Regions from separate parts of the Oryctolagus cuniculus genome. Here region 2 is linked to region 1. The links are chromatin contacts, called in public Micro-C maps. All regions are on one chromosome and are shown on one strand. The core of a region is the stretch at or near the end of the contact, and the rest is flanking DNA. Distances in the headings are between cores, read along the strand shown.

Region 1 (7,178 bases), core at 3,338-5,837:
AGCAAATTAGAACCATGACAATCTGCTAAAGACATAATTTATATTATCACCAAGTAACATAATTATTTCTTTAATTAACACTCCTATATTATCTCCATTATAACCATGCTTTTAGGAAGTCCACAGCCTAAGGGTAAAACCCTTTAGAACCCAAATCTGATTTTATTTCCCAGACCCAGAAAAGAGTCTTCTTAGAGTAAGCAATAAGGGAGAGAAAAATGTAACGAGAAATAGATAAGCAGAGGAAGGACAGAGAAAGCAGAATCAAACAAGAGCAACCAGAACCAGGGTGAAATTCAAGTTTGGCACAGTGGATGCTCAACACTGAGAGGGACATGGAACAAATACGGAAGGCGGTCACCGCGTGATTTCACTATCTGCCATGGAAATACATTAATGCGTCCCATCATTCAGTACAGATGACTGGGACTTCTCAAACAGAGACAGCGGACCTCCGTGTGAGCGTTTCAAATGAGGCTGTCCAATCAGCACAGCATAATGGACTCCTTGCCAGGTGCTCAACATTATTACCTCCACCCTGAACCCTTAACAACCTTGAAACCAACTTAACACGAAGCAGGGAGCAAAAGGGCCCTGGGACAGTTCCAGGTTGAAAATTTTGTGATGGTAGAGTCCTTTGGAGGAATCCTAAGTAAAGTAGAGGAAGCTCAGGGCTGTGTCAACATCACTAGCCCTATCAGCTCACCCAGCTAACCTGTTTTTTGACAAACTACATCTGCTATTGCTGGGTAGGATGGTGATGAAGGGGATTTTCTATGTAGCACAGTCAGACTTTGAAGTGTTTAGAGAATTATTCAGAAATCACTGCTTCCAAACTTAACTGGCAAAGATCACATTTAATAAAAATGGCATGTAATTAAAAATTAATTCACATTTGAGTAAGATCTGTTGATTGGTTAATATTATTGTATCAATGCAAAACTTCCGAACTTTGATAATTGTACTTTTGCTATATATTAGTATTTGGCGAGGTAAGTGAGAAGTAGGTGAGAATTCTTTGACTGTCTTCCGCAAATTTCTTATAAGCTGAAATTTCTTCAAAATAAAAAGATTTAAAAGGTAGGGGCTGGGCCGGCGCCGTGGCTCACTAGGCTAATCCTCTGCCTTGCGGCGCCGGCACACCGGGTTCTAGTCCCGGTCGGGGCGCCAGATTCTTTCCCGGTTGCCCCTCTTCCAGGCCAGCTCTCTGCTGTGGCCAGGGAAGGCAGTGGAGGATGGCCCAAGTACTTGGGCCCTGCACCCCATGGGAGACCAGGAGAAGTACCTGGCTCCTGCCATCGGATCAGTGCGGTGCGCCGGCCGCAGCACGCTGGCCGCGGCGGCCATTGGAGGGTGAACCAATGGCAAAGGAAGACCTTTCTCTCTGTCTCTCTCTCTCACTGTCCACTCTGCCTGTCAAAAAATAAATAAATAAATAAATAAATAAATAAATAAATAAAAATAAAAGGTAGGGGCTGGCACTGTGGCGCAGTGGGTAATGCTGCCTGTTACGCCAGAATCCCATATGGGCACCAGTTCGTGTCCCAGCTGTACCACTTCCGATCCAGCTCCCTACTGACGGCCTTGGAAAAGCAGTGGAAGATGGCCCAAGTGTTTGGGCCCCTGCCACCCACATGGGAGACCCAGATGAAGCTCCTGACCCCTGGCTTCAGCCTGACCCAGCCTTGGCCATCGGGACCATCTGGGTGAACCAGTGGATGGAAAAATCTCTCCTTGTCTGTCTGTAATCTCTCCCTGTCTCTCCCTCTCTCTCTGTAACTCTGGATTTCAAATAAATAAATAAATCTTTAAAAAAAATTTTTAAAAGGTGATTTATAAAACTTGAAAAATTTTCCACAATTTGTGCCCTGGGGGCCCACACCCAGGAAAAAAGTACCCCTTCAGTTTCTCTCCTTTGCTGAGAAGATGATGAAATTCACTGTAGGGCAGATGAAATAATGAAGATCGAAATCCTTGCAGAAGTGGACTCCTAAACAAATGCCATTAGTGATACTTATAGTCCCATACCGAAATGTTTCCTTACCAATAAAGGAAGGAACAAGTCTTTATACTAAATACCCCATCAATATTCTCCAAGTAGCTTTCCGTATGCTTAAATACTGCTGCCCTGGCAGTGGGAAACAGGGAGTCACTGAAGGGTTGGGGCAAGGCAGGCATATGGCCAAAAAAACACTTCAAGAATTATACAGGAAGGATGAAGTGTTGGGAGGAGACCAGACTCAGCAAAACCCGCTAGGAATGATTCTGATAATTGAGGGATCGGTGAGCCTTGCTGAGTGTGCCTGGAAAAGAGAAACCCAGCTGAGAGGCATCTTGTAGGATTGATGTTTCTGGGCAGGAGCAGCCTGGAAGTGGAGGCGGAAGGAGCGAAGTGAGTCAGTGGTTACTAGAAGACCTCTAGCCAAGATGACTGGGGCAATGCTGGTGTCACTGAGAGATGGATGGAAAATGGCAGGAAGGAGAGAACATCCACAGAGCTTGGGGTGCAAATTCAAGCCACTTTGGAGGCCAGACAGGTGCAGGTGGGATGGGGGGAGACACAGATGCCAAGGGCATGCAACTGGACAGTTCATCTCTCTAAAGACAATGCCTCCAAGAGGGCTGCTACAACTTGGCATCAGCAGTGCTTACCATATGGGAATGTGCTTGTGGTGTAACCAGATCTTCCATTTCTGCAAGAGGAGGCAGAAATCCAGATCTCTTTTATGAGACCTCTTAACTCTTTAATGTTGGCTACTAATTTTACAAAAAAATTAAAGCATGGCATTTGCGAACCAAGCACATCTGTGGGCCAGATTCAGTACGCTGGCTATGAAGTTGTGACCCTACATAAAGAAAGGTCAAGGATCAAAGTTCATCAAGTGTCATGGTGATGTACAGGGCGATAAGTGCCTGTGAAGGGATTCAGTAACTAAAATCCTGTACACAAAGCGGTTGCCAGCAATCTGAGCTGTAGGAACGGCCCTAGTCTCTAAGGCTATATATGGATTTGAATTTATACAGGAAGTTTAATCTAATCCTCAAATGGTTAAATCACAAGAATCTGAGTGCTTTCTGTGTGCTGAGTACACAGAAATCAAGGAATTTCAGATCTTCCTGGAGAAGAAAAAACATGCCTTCCTGAAACAACTTGAGGCAAATCAGGACACAACCTGGAGGAGTGCTTTCTTCATCCTATGCAGGGGGACCAGAGGCCTCTCCACAGCGGCATGCTCGCCTCCAGGCTCACTCACTTCCACTCAGCAAACTTTGAAGGAATGCTCACGTGTGTGCGTGTGTGTGCGCGCGCGCGCGCGACTGTGTGTATGAACTTGAATCTGTAAGCAGAAACTTGATTTCCTGGGCAGTGGTTACCCAGCTGCGGCTCTCGTTGCCAAGGGTGATCCGCGCCCCCGCGTGGCCTGGGGGTTCACGGGGCTCGAGGTCCCGAGCCAGCGCGGCCGGGGTGGGGGTGGGGCGGGGAGTGGTCGCGGAAAACCGCTGCCTGTCAGGTTTCTCCGCGGGAACCCCGTCTTTGTTTCTGTCACTACTCCTGAGGTGTTTGTGGAGGAGAAAGGCAGGCACCGAAATAGAAAGTGTCAGGGATGCGATGACAATGAGGGGCAGACTAAGGGAGCACTTTCTGAGGGTCCCAGCCAGCGCCCGGCCACCTCCTCCTGCGCGCTTCAAAGAGCCGCGCGGGCGGGAAGCGGGTGGCGCGGGCCGCGGCTCCTCAGCCGCGCGGCGATTTCCTCCCCACGCCGGGAGTTACCTCGGGAGTCGCAGCCCGGCTCTCAGGAGAGCGCGTCCTCTCCCCCACCCGGTGCTCCTCAACCCACCCACCTACTTCCTCCGGTTCCATACACGCAGCTCAGAGCTGCCAAAAATTTCCACCCTCCGCCCCCCTCCCTAGCTAACTTCCTTCCAGCGTTTCCTGAGCTGGATGAGCCTAGGATTTGTAAGACAGGAAAAAAAGGAAGGCGTGAGGGCGGGCGAGAGAGACGGGATGCTTGTTTTTCGCTCCACCGAAGCCGCCTGAAGGCACGACCGCTGGCCAGGGCGGCGGACCCACAGCAGCCCCCGGGCTGTCTGCTTGCCCCGCGCCGGAGTGCCGTCCGGGCCCCCGAGGAAGGCGGACTCGAAAACTCGCCCTCCCCCGCCGCGGCCGAGGAAGAGCGCCGCAAGACGCCGCAGCCCGTGAAAGTCCCCGGGACTCCCAGTGAGGAAGTGACACTCCCAAGCCGGCCGCCCGCAGCTGCCAGCCCTGCTCGGCCTCCGGCGCGGCGGCCCTGGAGGCGCGCCGCGTGGATTGCAGGCTCGGCTGGCCCGGCCCGCCCGCCGCCCCGCGGGGTCCATGCGCAGCGCTCCCGCCCCGGCTCTCGCCTTGGCCCAGGCGGCACCCCAGAGCCGCGCTGCGGCCGGTAATCGGAGCCGGGAGACCATCTTACCGCGGTGCCAGGCAGTGGGGAGGCGAGACGGAGGGGCAGCCTCTTCGGGACTAACTCATGAAGAACAAGGGTGCCAAGCAGAAGCTGAAACGCAAGGGAGCCGCCAGCGCGTTTGGCTGTGACCTGACGGAGTATCTGGAAAGCTCGGGACAGGATGGTAATGGGCCTTCCCCTCCCTTTTCCCCTTCTTTTTGTTTGAGGGAGAGATGGATTCTCTTGGGGTGTGTTCGATTTAGTTCACAAGTTAATGTATTCCAGACCTCGCTATACCTTAAGAAAAAAAAAGAAAGAACAGATGACTCTTAAGGTGCACAGCGCTGCCACTGTGACGGGCAGGGCTGTCAGTCCTGGCGTGGGTCGCACCCCAGCCGTTAAATGGGCGGTGCTGCCCCGACTTTCAGCGGCCACCTCCGGGCTGGGGGTGGGAGCGGGGTGCCTGGAGGGATGGCCGAGGAGTGGACAGTGGGATGGTGGGCGGGGGCTGCGCGACCTCCTGGGCGCTCCGATTTCATCTGCTCACATCTTTTTATATTAATGTGCTAGAAGGCAGTGGGGTGCGGTGGGGTGCGGTGGGGGCGGGGATCCTGGGCGGGGGCGGGGGTGGGGAGTGGTTACACAAACATTTTCTGAATTTCTAAGCTGATGCCACATAGATAGTCCCCCCCCCCCCATCTCTTTTCCCAACCCCCAGACCTTTTAGCTCCTCTCGGCTTTCAGATTAACCTGTGATATATCAGACAAGAAGAGGGTTGTAGAAAGGTCAGAGGGCCTCGAATCTGAAATAGTTGAGGATACAGAAGAGAAAAGGAGAGCATCTCTGTTTTCGAGGGCAGATTGGGAGGCAAGAAGGAATCCAGCAAAGGAGAGATAATTTAAACATTTGTTGGGCGAGGAGGAAAGAAAGCAATTCTAGCATACAAAAACAGTATTTGAGGTTAGAAGTTTTTCATCATAGGAAAGTTGGGAAAATTGAGCATTAAATGACTCCTTTTGTAAGGTTGACTGACCCTGCACTTACCCATGACAAAAAGGCCTTGTCTGCAGAAACTTCAGTTAGAGAAAAAATAGCGCACTCTTTATGAGCGGTGTGTTTATACATAGATAGATATAACAAAGGGGAAAATGTAAGGGCTGTGCAACTGTGCAGATTGATTCTGCCTCCAGGAAAATAATCCCCCAACGACCTGATTAGTCCATATCAAATAAGCATCTCAAAAACAGCGCAATACTTCTCTTTCATACACACACACACACCCTTTTTTTTTCCCAAAAGACTCAGCACCACCTAGTAATTTGCAGTGGTGTGATATTCCTGTGGTATTCCGGGGTTCACAGTCAGCCATGTCATTAGGACAAATGGCTTAGTATTTTAGAGCTTGAGGAAACACAGGTTTCCAAGCTTCTCTTTTGAAATCGAGGTATAACTGAGCCAATTCACTTTATCTTCATCAACAATCTGGAGAGGTAGATTTGAAGTAGAATTGCTCAGATTAAGGTCGGTTTTTTTTTTTTTTTTGAATGTGAAAGAACTCCCAAGTATGCGTTTTAACCACTGCTGTCAGTAGTTCAGGATGAGATATTTCCCTCCTGTTTGTGTATGGTCTTCCTGTTAACGTCCAGGTACACTAGGAATGCTTTTAGATGCCATCTTCTACCGTGTGAGTGCTATTCTGGGCCCTCCCTCCAGAGCTGGGATAGTGGCGTAAGGGTACTTGCCAGCCCTGCCTCATTCTTACAAAGTCTTTCATCATAGGAAGAGCCAGAAGCCCAGAGTTCTGTGAACATATCTCAAAGGCACCCGTAGGCAACTGTTCTTTCACCTGCTTTATATTTTGGGTTTTGGCACATGTTTCATTTAGGGGAAAAAATGTCCCAGGGTGAGGGTGGGGTTGGGAGGGAATTTACCGCTTAAAGAAAAAAATGGAAAACCGGTAGCCAGTGTTTCCCACCTTGGGGAGGAGGAAAGAAGGCCCAGAGAGGTAAATTGACCTGCCCAAAGTCTTGCAGTGAAATCATGATGAGGCCCTGGCCTGTTAGGCTCCTTTCCCCTCCCTGGCTTCCATGTCTGAGCAAACATTCCAAGTCAGAGAACTTTCAAAAATTGAACATATCTGAGTAGAGCTGAGCTTTGAAACTGATCCATGTACATATCCACACACCGTTTTTGTATGACATGGAAATTAGGCACATGTAATAAGCAGCTGATATAAATGAAGAGTAATTAGGGTTTTTATTTTCCAACAACTAAAGCTGGTTAGATAGTTTTCCCTTATTTTTTTGTTGTGAAGTGTCAGTAAATAAAGCCAATGTTGGTGGTTTTTTCCAAAACAAGGTAGCCTCCCCATGGACTTTCTGAAATCCTTATTGGCTACTAGACAAGGCCCAGATTCGGCTTCTAGCAAGAAAGAGCTGAGCTGGGCATTGCCCCTTTGCAACCGCCTTGGAAATTCAGACCAGAATGCTAGGGCTGGCACGTCAGTGTGGCAACTAGAATCCAGGAGGCTGAGGACAGCTCCTCAAAAGTGACGTCATGGTCACTGCACTTTAGGGACCAAGAGCAGGGTTGATGGACCTGGGTAAAAATCAGGACAGGTGGACTCTGGTTTGGGAGCACAAAGACAGAAGGGAAGAGATGCAGAGAAACTATGAGAGCCCCTGTGCTTGTATGGAGAAGAAGAGACCCACGCTGGGGTGGAGGACAAAGCTGGTGACAGTTTGCTGTGCTCAGGC
Region 2 (7,178 bases), core at 1,795-4,294, 38 kb after region 1:
CACTCAGTAGAAGAAAGATTTAATACTGTATCATTGTTTATATTCTTCTGTAGCAGAATCAATTGATTCTTGTCCCCTAGGTCCCAATATACTTTTAGATTACTTTCCTGAAGTGGAAAAAAAATGAACAATTAAAAACTTTTTTAAGCAGTATAGTTAGAGGGAAATAACCATTCACGAAAATACTGTATGTTTTTCAAAATTCTTTTGCAGTGTACAGATATAGGTACTTCTAGACAGAGTGCATAAGATAGGTGAAAATACCACAAAAGCTGGTTTTGTCAGTCCTCTTTTCCATCCTTTTCATGTAGATCAGCTTCTCAGTAACCAACTCAGGATTTCAAGTCTTGGCTTCAGTACAGTTTGCACAGCCTTCTATTAGCTTTTTTAAACAAGCCTTGCAAAAATATCCATAATCCATTACCTATTTTCCTTCTATTTATTATCTTTAGCATCTCCCCTAAATTTTTAAAGAATATTTTCATAAGACACTAACATATTTCTAGTAAGTCATTGAAACATTAGCAGCCCTCATTGTAATTAATTTTCTGACAAGATAACTCATTTTTGGAGCATATGCTTATGAAAATGTATTTTTTTTTTTTTTTGACAGGCAGAGTGGACAGTGAGAGAGACAGACAGAGAGAAAGGTCTTCCTTTGCTGTTGGTTCACCCTCCAATGGCCGCTTTGGCCGGCGCACCGCACTGATCCGAAGCCAGGAGCCAGGTGCTTCTCCTGGTCTCCCATGCAGGTGCAGAGCCCAAGCACTTGAGCCATCCTCCACTGCACTCCCTGGCCACAGCAGAGAGCTGGCCTGGAAGAGGGGCAACCAGGACAGAATCCGGTGCCCCGACCAGGACTAGAACCTGGTGTGCCGGCGCCACTGCAGGCGGAGGATTAGCCTAGTGAGCCATGGTGCCGGCCTTGAAAATGTATTTTTTACTTAAGGAATGTATTAACACATCAGATTATCAGGGTTACAGCAAATGCATGATAATTACAACACAGTTCTCACCAGTTCTCATGTTAATGTGATGGTAATACAAAGAGAACAGATTCAATGTATTTCATAGATAAAATTCTAATAATATAATGATACCTTTTTCCTCCCTCTCTTCTTCCCTCCCTCCCTCTCCTTCCTTCTTTCCTTCCTTCCAATAAAAGATACAATATTTTTTAAACACTTTTTTTTTTTGAGATTTATTTTATTTGAAAGAGTTACAGAGAGAGAGGAGAGACACAGGGAGAGACAGATCTTCCAAACTCTGGTTCACTCCCCAAATGGCTGCAATAGCTGGAGCTGGCCTGGTCCGAAGCCAGGAGCCAGCAGCTTCTTCCAGGTCTTCCACGTGGCTGCAGTGGCCTAAGGACTCGGGTCATTCCCTGCTGCTTTCCCAGGCCGTTAGTAGAGAGCTGGATTGGAAGCAGAGCAGCTGGGACTTGAACTGGTGTCCATATGGGATGTCAGCACTACAGACAACGGCTTAACAGGCTGCACCACAGTGCTGACCCTAGATATAATACTTTGACTGATTTCCTTCCAGTGTTTTTGTCTATGTAGATTTTCTACATATTGTGACTATATTGTATATAAAAATTGTATACTCATGTATGTATAACTTGGTATCTAATTTTCTTATTTACCTTATAACTTGTCTTTATTCATTCAAGTTATCAAATCCTGCATATGTCATTTTAAGGCCACATATTATTTTATCATAAATGTCCCAGTTTATTTCCCCCTCTATTATTGGATATTTATAATTGTTTTAATAGTATAAGTAAGTCCACAATGAGTATTTTGTGGTATATGGTATTTTTGGTTCGTTTTAATATTTCTTGGGAATATATTCTCAAAAGTAAGGTTTCTGGATTAAAAGATGCATCAGGGTTGGCATTTGCCACACGTGGGAGAGCCCCATTGCATATTGGTGGCTGGGTTTGAGCTCCTGCACTGCTTCTGATTCCAGGTTCCTGCTAGTGTGCACCCTGGGCGGCAGGTGACGGCTTGAGTACTTGGGTCCCTGCCACTCTGGTGGGAGATCTGGATTGAGATCAGGGCTCCAGGATTCAGCCTGGCCCAGCCTCAGTTGGTGTGCCATTTGGGGAGTGAAATAATAGATGGAAGGTCTCTTTCTCTCTGCCTTTAAGATAAATAATAATAATTACTGTTAAGATTTTATTTATTTGGGAGGCAGAATTAGAGAGAGAGAGAGGGAGAGACAGAAATAAAGGTCTTTCACCTGCTGGTTCATTCCCCAAGTGGCCACAACCGCAGTCCTGAGCTGGGCTGATCCAAAGCCAGGAGCCAGGAGCTTCTTCCAGGTCTCCCACGCCCACACAGGGGCCATGCTCCACCGCTTTCCCAGGCCATTAGCAGAGAGCTGGATCAGAAGAGGCGCAGCTGGGACACCCGTAGGATGCCGGTCATGCAGGCAGGGGCTTAGCCTACTATGCCACAGCGACCACTCCAAATAATTATTTTTAAAAGATGTATCACTAGTCAGGACTCTCTTGGTTTGTAACTCAAACTAACCTACAATAAAAAGGAGGGTGATCGGTGTTGCTTTCTTACAAAGAAGCCTTGGCAAAGGCAAAAGGAAGCTGAGATCAGAGACTGGGATTCTGACTTTCTGACCTTTCCTTGACTCTAGAATGGAGCACCAGCATTTATCTTATGGATAAATGAAAACAGAGACAACGCAATGGAGGTGCCAAACTCAGTGACAACTGCTGCACCATACCTTCTTCTTCATGTTTGGGACGATGGGGGGGGGGGGGTGGCTGATATTTTGTGCACTGGCCTTACCTGGCCAGCTTCTCACCCCACGACTCCTCATGACACCGATCCTCCTGCTGGCCAGCTATGTTCCCAATGCGTGGGCCTTGCGTGGCTCTCCCTTGCACGGCACCAGCCAGCCTCCACCCACGCCTTCAGCCTTGCTCCCACTCCTGCCGCTCTGCCCAGCCATCTCCCATTCCAACCTCATACCAACGAGGTGAGAGGCCGGGAATGAAGACAAAGGGATCCCTGCTGGAGAAATGGCTGTTCTGGGGAGGACAAGCTGAGAAGGGGAGGAGGGCGGGAAGTCTTGGCTAAGTCTCACTTATCTCCTTCCCCTCAAAAGTCTTCTTTGCTCAGGAGTTAGGGTCAGCCCCAGCGTCAGGCTCCAGGGGCAGGGTTAAAGAGACCCAGGCCAAATCCGGCCCAGGGGAGCCCGCACACCCATCTCCCCCTACTCGCCCAATCCCCCGCGCGCGCTCTGCCCCTCTCCCCTCTCCCCTCTCGGGACGCTGAACTCGGCGTTAATAAAGGGCAAGCCACGCTCCCTCGGCTTCTGCTCCAGAGAAACAATGACGCCGCCTTCCGCTCCGCGCCACCGCTTCCTCTCCCGCCACTCCGCCCTCGGCTTTCTGGTCCCGCTTTCGGCGCTAAGGACAGACTCGCCGCGGCGGTGGGAAAGCCCTGGCTCCCTCGTGCCCCCGCGCGCCCCGGCGGCTTCCCGGAACGCCCCGGGGCGCCTGAGTCACCCGGCGCCCGCCGCGCCGTGGAGCCTGGGCGAGGCTCCTGCGAGGGCCGCGCGCCCCGCAGCGCCTGGTGCCCACGGACACACCGGGCTCCGCGCTTCCCTGTGCCCCTCTCCTCCCGGAGGGAAGGAGGGGCCGCCCTCCTTTGGGTTAAAAAAAGTCACATCCAGGAAGAAGGGAAATCTGTCAGGAAAGGAAGAAAGAGGGAGGGTACCTCCTGACCTAAGGAAGTCTTTTTTTTTTTTTTTTTTTTTTTTTTTTTTTTTTTAATTTTAAAGCAGAGCTAGAGAGGGAGAAAGACAGAGATCTTCCATCCGCTGGTTTACTCCCCAAAATGGCCGCTAGGACTGGGCCAGATGAAGCCAGGAGCCCAGAGCTGCTTCTCGATATCCCACGTGGGTGCAGTGGCCCAAGGAGTTGGGCCATCTTCCGCAGCTTTCCCAGGCGCATTAGCAGGGAGCTGGATCAAAAGTGGAGCAGCCGAGACACCAATTCAAGGCCCATTTGGGATGCTAGCATTGCAGGTGGAGGCAGGGCCGCCCCAGAAGCCGTCTTAACTGCCTCAGGAGACATACTGTGAGTTGAGTGGGAGGCCGCAGGAAGCATCAGAGCCTTAGGTTATCATCAAAGATGGAGATATCTCTGTCACTTTTGTCTTCCACATCCTTCCTTGGAAAGGGAGGGAGGGGTTCCTTTTACTGGAACTCTACTGTAAGAGATCTCTCTTTTCCCTTCCTTGTGTCTTAGTTATGTTTCTAGGTTCAGGCTGTTGACACCATTTCCACATTTGCCCCCTAGGAATGGGGTCCCCAAAGAGACAGAGAAGGCACAGTCATGAGTGAAAAAGAACTACCACAAATACTCCTTGTCACTGTGAAATATTTTTTTCCCCAGGTACCATAGGTGGCGCCTTCCTACCTGCCCTATTTTATAACCAAGGGGTAGAGTTGCCTTGAGGCCCAACATCCTAGGACTCTGTTATCTGTATTTGTGTGAATCCTAGGCAAAACTGCTGCTGTAGCGTTTTCCTCTCTCTTTCCCTCCCCCTGTTTGGAATATCAGTTTGTATTTAACCCCCACCCCACCCCCAGGGTTACGTCAAACCCTCCTGATCCCCCAGAAAAGGGACTCTCAGATGTAGAGCACAGGAAAAGATGGGCCATGTTTTGTATTTATCAAATGCATCCGCACAATTTTAAGGTTACATTGTCTGTTATTGAAAAGGATAATGCTTTGTTATTCTGAGACTTTTCTCATAGCTTCATTTATTTTGAAGTGTACATTCTATTATGAAATAATAGCTGTTGTTGTAGTTTAATGTTCTTTCTCAGAAAAATAACTTAGCAATCATATATGGATCTCCCCAAATCTTTTAAATTTGATCTGTGGAATCCAGAATGTTTACGTACCATTGTTCTATTCAACATCTGGTTCACATCAGGGTACTAGCTAGTGCCTTCTTTTTGCCTTTCAAAAAGCCTTTTTAAAGTTTATTTTTTAAGTTTTCATTTACTTCAAAGGCAGAGTGACAGAGAGAGGGAGAGAGAGATCTTTCCTCCTCTTATTCACTCCCCAAATGCCTGTACCGTCCAGAATTGGACCAGGCTGAAGCCAGGAGCCTGGAACTCTGAGTTTTCACACGGGTGGTAGGAACCCAGTTATTGGGCCATCATTTGTTGCCACCAGGATACATTAACAGAAGCTGGATTGGAAGTGGAGCAACTTCGACTAGAACCAGACAATTATGTATGGGATGTGGGTGTCCCAAGCAGCCACTTAATCCACTGTGCCACTACAGTCATCACCGGAGGGTATCTATTAAAACAGAAACCTGCCAGGATAAGTACCTCAAAGAGCTTTTAAGGATAGATGTGAAGGAAAAAGGATTTAGGCAGATTAGCCTTTGTATACTCTCTCAGCTCTCAGCACTTGATCCAGATAAAGCAGCACATCTCTGTATTCATTCTTAACTTCAATATTTAGCATTAAAAATGTGACTTTTGTGATGTTTGGGGCCAGTATTGTGGTATAGTGGGTTAGGTTGCCACTTGTGATGCTGGCATGCCATAGGGGTGCCAGTTCATGTGCCAGCCGCTCCTCTTCCCATCCAGCTCTCTGCTAATGTCCTGGGAAAGCAGCAGCAGATGGCCCAAGTGCATGGGCCCCTCCCACCCATGTAGGAGGTCCAGATGGAGTTCCACACTTTTCACTTCAGCCTGGCCCAGCTGTCTTCCATTGTGGCCATTTGGGGAGTGAACCAGCAGATCAAAGATCTCTCTCTCTCCCTCCCCCTCCTCCCCCCCCCCACCGCCTTTCAAATAAATAAATAAATCTTAAAAGAAAAAAAAAAAAACTATGCCTTTTAATGGACGACTTTCAGTAAAACAGAGAACCTATTTTGAATCAGCCATAGTCTCTTGGTCTTCCAGTTTGTAGAGCTGTAGAATGGCTAAATGAAGATGTTATACTTTTCCTTAAAAGATGAAAATTGAATCATATGGTTAAATAATACATAGTCCTATCACTTGGATGCATAGTGTGGGTTTCCATGGTGCCATCTTAAGTTAGGCCTCACTTGGTTGATACTTATTGAACACTCTTTCTGAGTGTTTGGTGCTAATTAAAATGTTCTCAAGTCACTTAATCATGATTTTCTGGTAACTTATGATGCAGCTGGTTGTAATTATGGAATGATACCTACAATGTCAACATAAAGACTACAGATGCATATTCATCCCTTTTAGATGTTAAGATAAGATTTTACTTAAAATTCTTGCTTGGATTTGGGAAGTAGGGGAAAGGAATATTTTTTTCAAGATTGAAATGGCCATCCTAGGATTACTGGACAGAAAGCCATCCCAGCTTTCATGCACATTCATACCCCATCACTTTCTCATATGATCTGTTGATTTTCCGGAGATCCTATGACTCCACAAGGCAGACTGGAAAGATACTGTTGTTCTCCCTTTACAGAGATGCTATTTAAGCGGCTTGCCCCAGGCGGCTTTCCACAAGACTGTGCTACTGGGCGGGGAGTCTGTTCAACTCCGCCTCCTCCCTCTGTCTCTGCTGCCATTCTTCATTCCACGAAGGCCTCCGTGAGGCTGATCCCAGAACCATTGAGCAAGAGGAGGAAGGGTGGAGGGAAGATGGCTTCTCTTTGCCTGTATATGTGTAAGAGTCCACTTGAGGGGTTGAGGGGCAAGCCTGAAGGCAGGCTGTTTAATAGCAAGGGCAAAACAGTTGGAGAGAAGAATGAGGGAAATGAGAGAGGAGCTATTGGGAATTTTCAAACTGTGCTGCATATTAGAGTCATCTGGAAAGTTTTAAAAAATTTTCTGTTGTCCAACTCTTACCTATACTGATTACATAAGAATCTCTGAAGGTGGAGCTAGGCACTGGAAGTTCGAAAAACACCCCTGGGTTCTACAGTGGGCAGCCACCTTGGAGATGAGTGACCTAGGGCAGTGTTTCTCAGACTTCAGTGTGCACATCTGACCTCCTGTGGATCTTGTTAAAACTTGAGTTCTGGTTCTGTGGGTCATGGATGAGGCCTGTAATATAAAACAACAACAACAACAACAACAAAAACAGTAACACTGGGTATTGGGTGGTCAGGAAGCCCTTGCTTAAGGGCGGCCTTTCAAGG

Evidence for each region. A called contact is a pair of places that touch in the nucleus more often than the background predicts.
Region 2: a contact with region 1 is called in a Micro-C map of ear pinna, with 3 times the contacts expected there. The contact joins the enhancer-like site here to the promoter of B4GALT4 in region 1. A contact is called at or near these places in 2 of 6 Hi-C or Micro-C datasets (ear pinna and an unstated tissue).

The regions. Positions count from the first base shown.
Region 1 is chr4:75,797,804-75,804,981 of mOryCun1.1, forward strand. It overlaps B4GALT4 (beta-1,4-galactosyltransferase 4), which reads right to left and starts at 4,588. Exons shown (of 8, transcript XM_051819009.2): 1 at 4,449-4,588. ARHGAP31 (Rho GTPase activating protein 31) reads left to right here and starts at 4,467. Exons shown (of 12, transcript XM_051819005.2): 1 at 4,467-4,605. The coding sequence starts at 4,506.
Region 2 is chr4:75,837,262-75,844,439 of mOryCun1.1, forward strand. The region is part of intron 1 of ARHGAP31 (Rho GTPase activating protein 31); the gene reads left to right. Among named protein-coding and RNA genes, the nearest start is that of B4GALT4, 38 kb to the left of the region's middle. Within about 2 kb of position 3,045, at least 7 of the 8 cell types and tissues checked have an H3K27ac peak or open chromatin away from gene starts, as enhancers often do. A contact at or near this core is called in ear pinna, where this site is marked.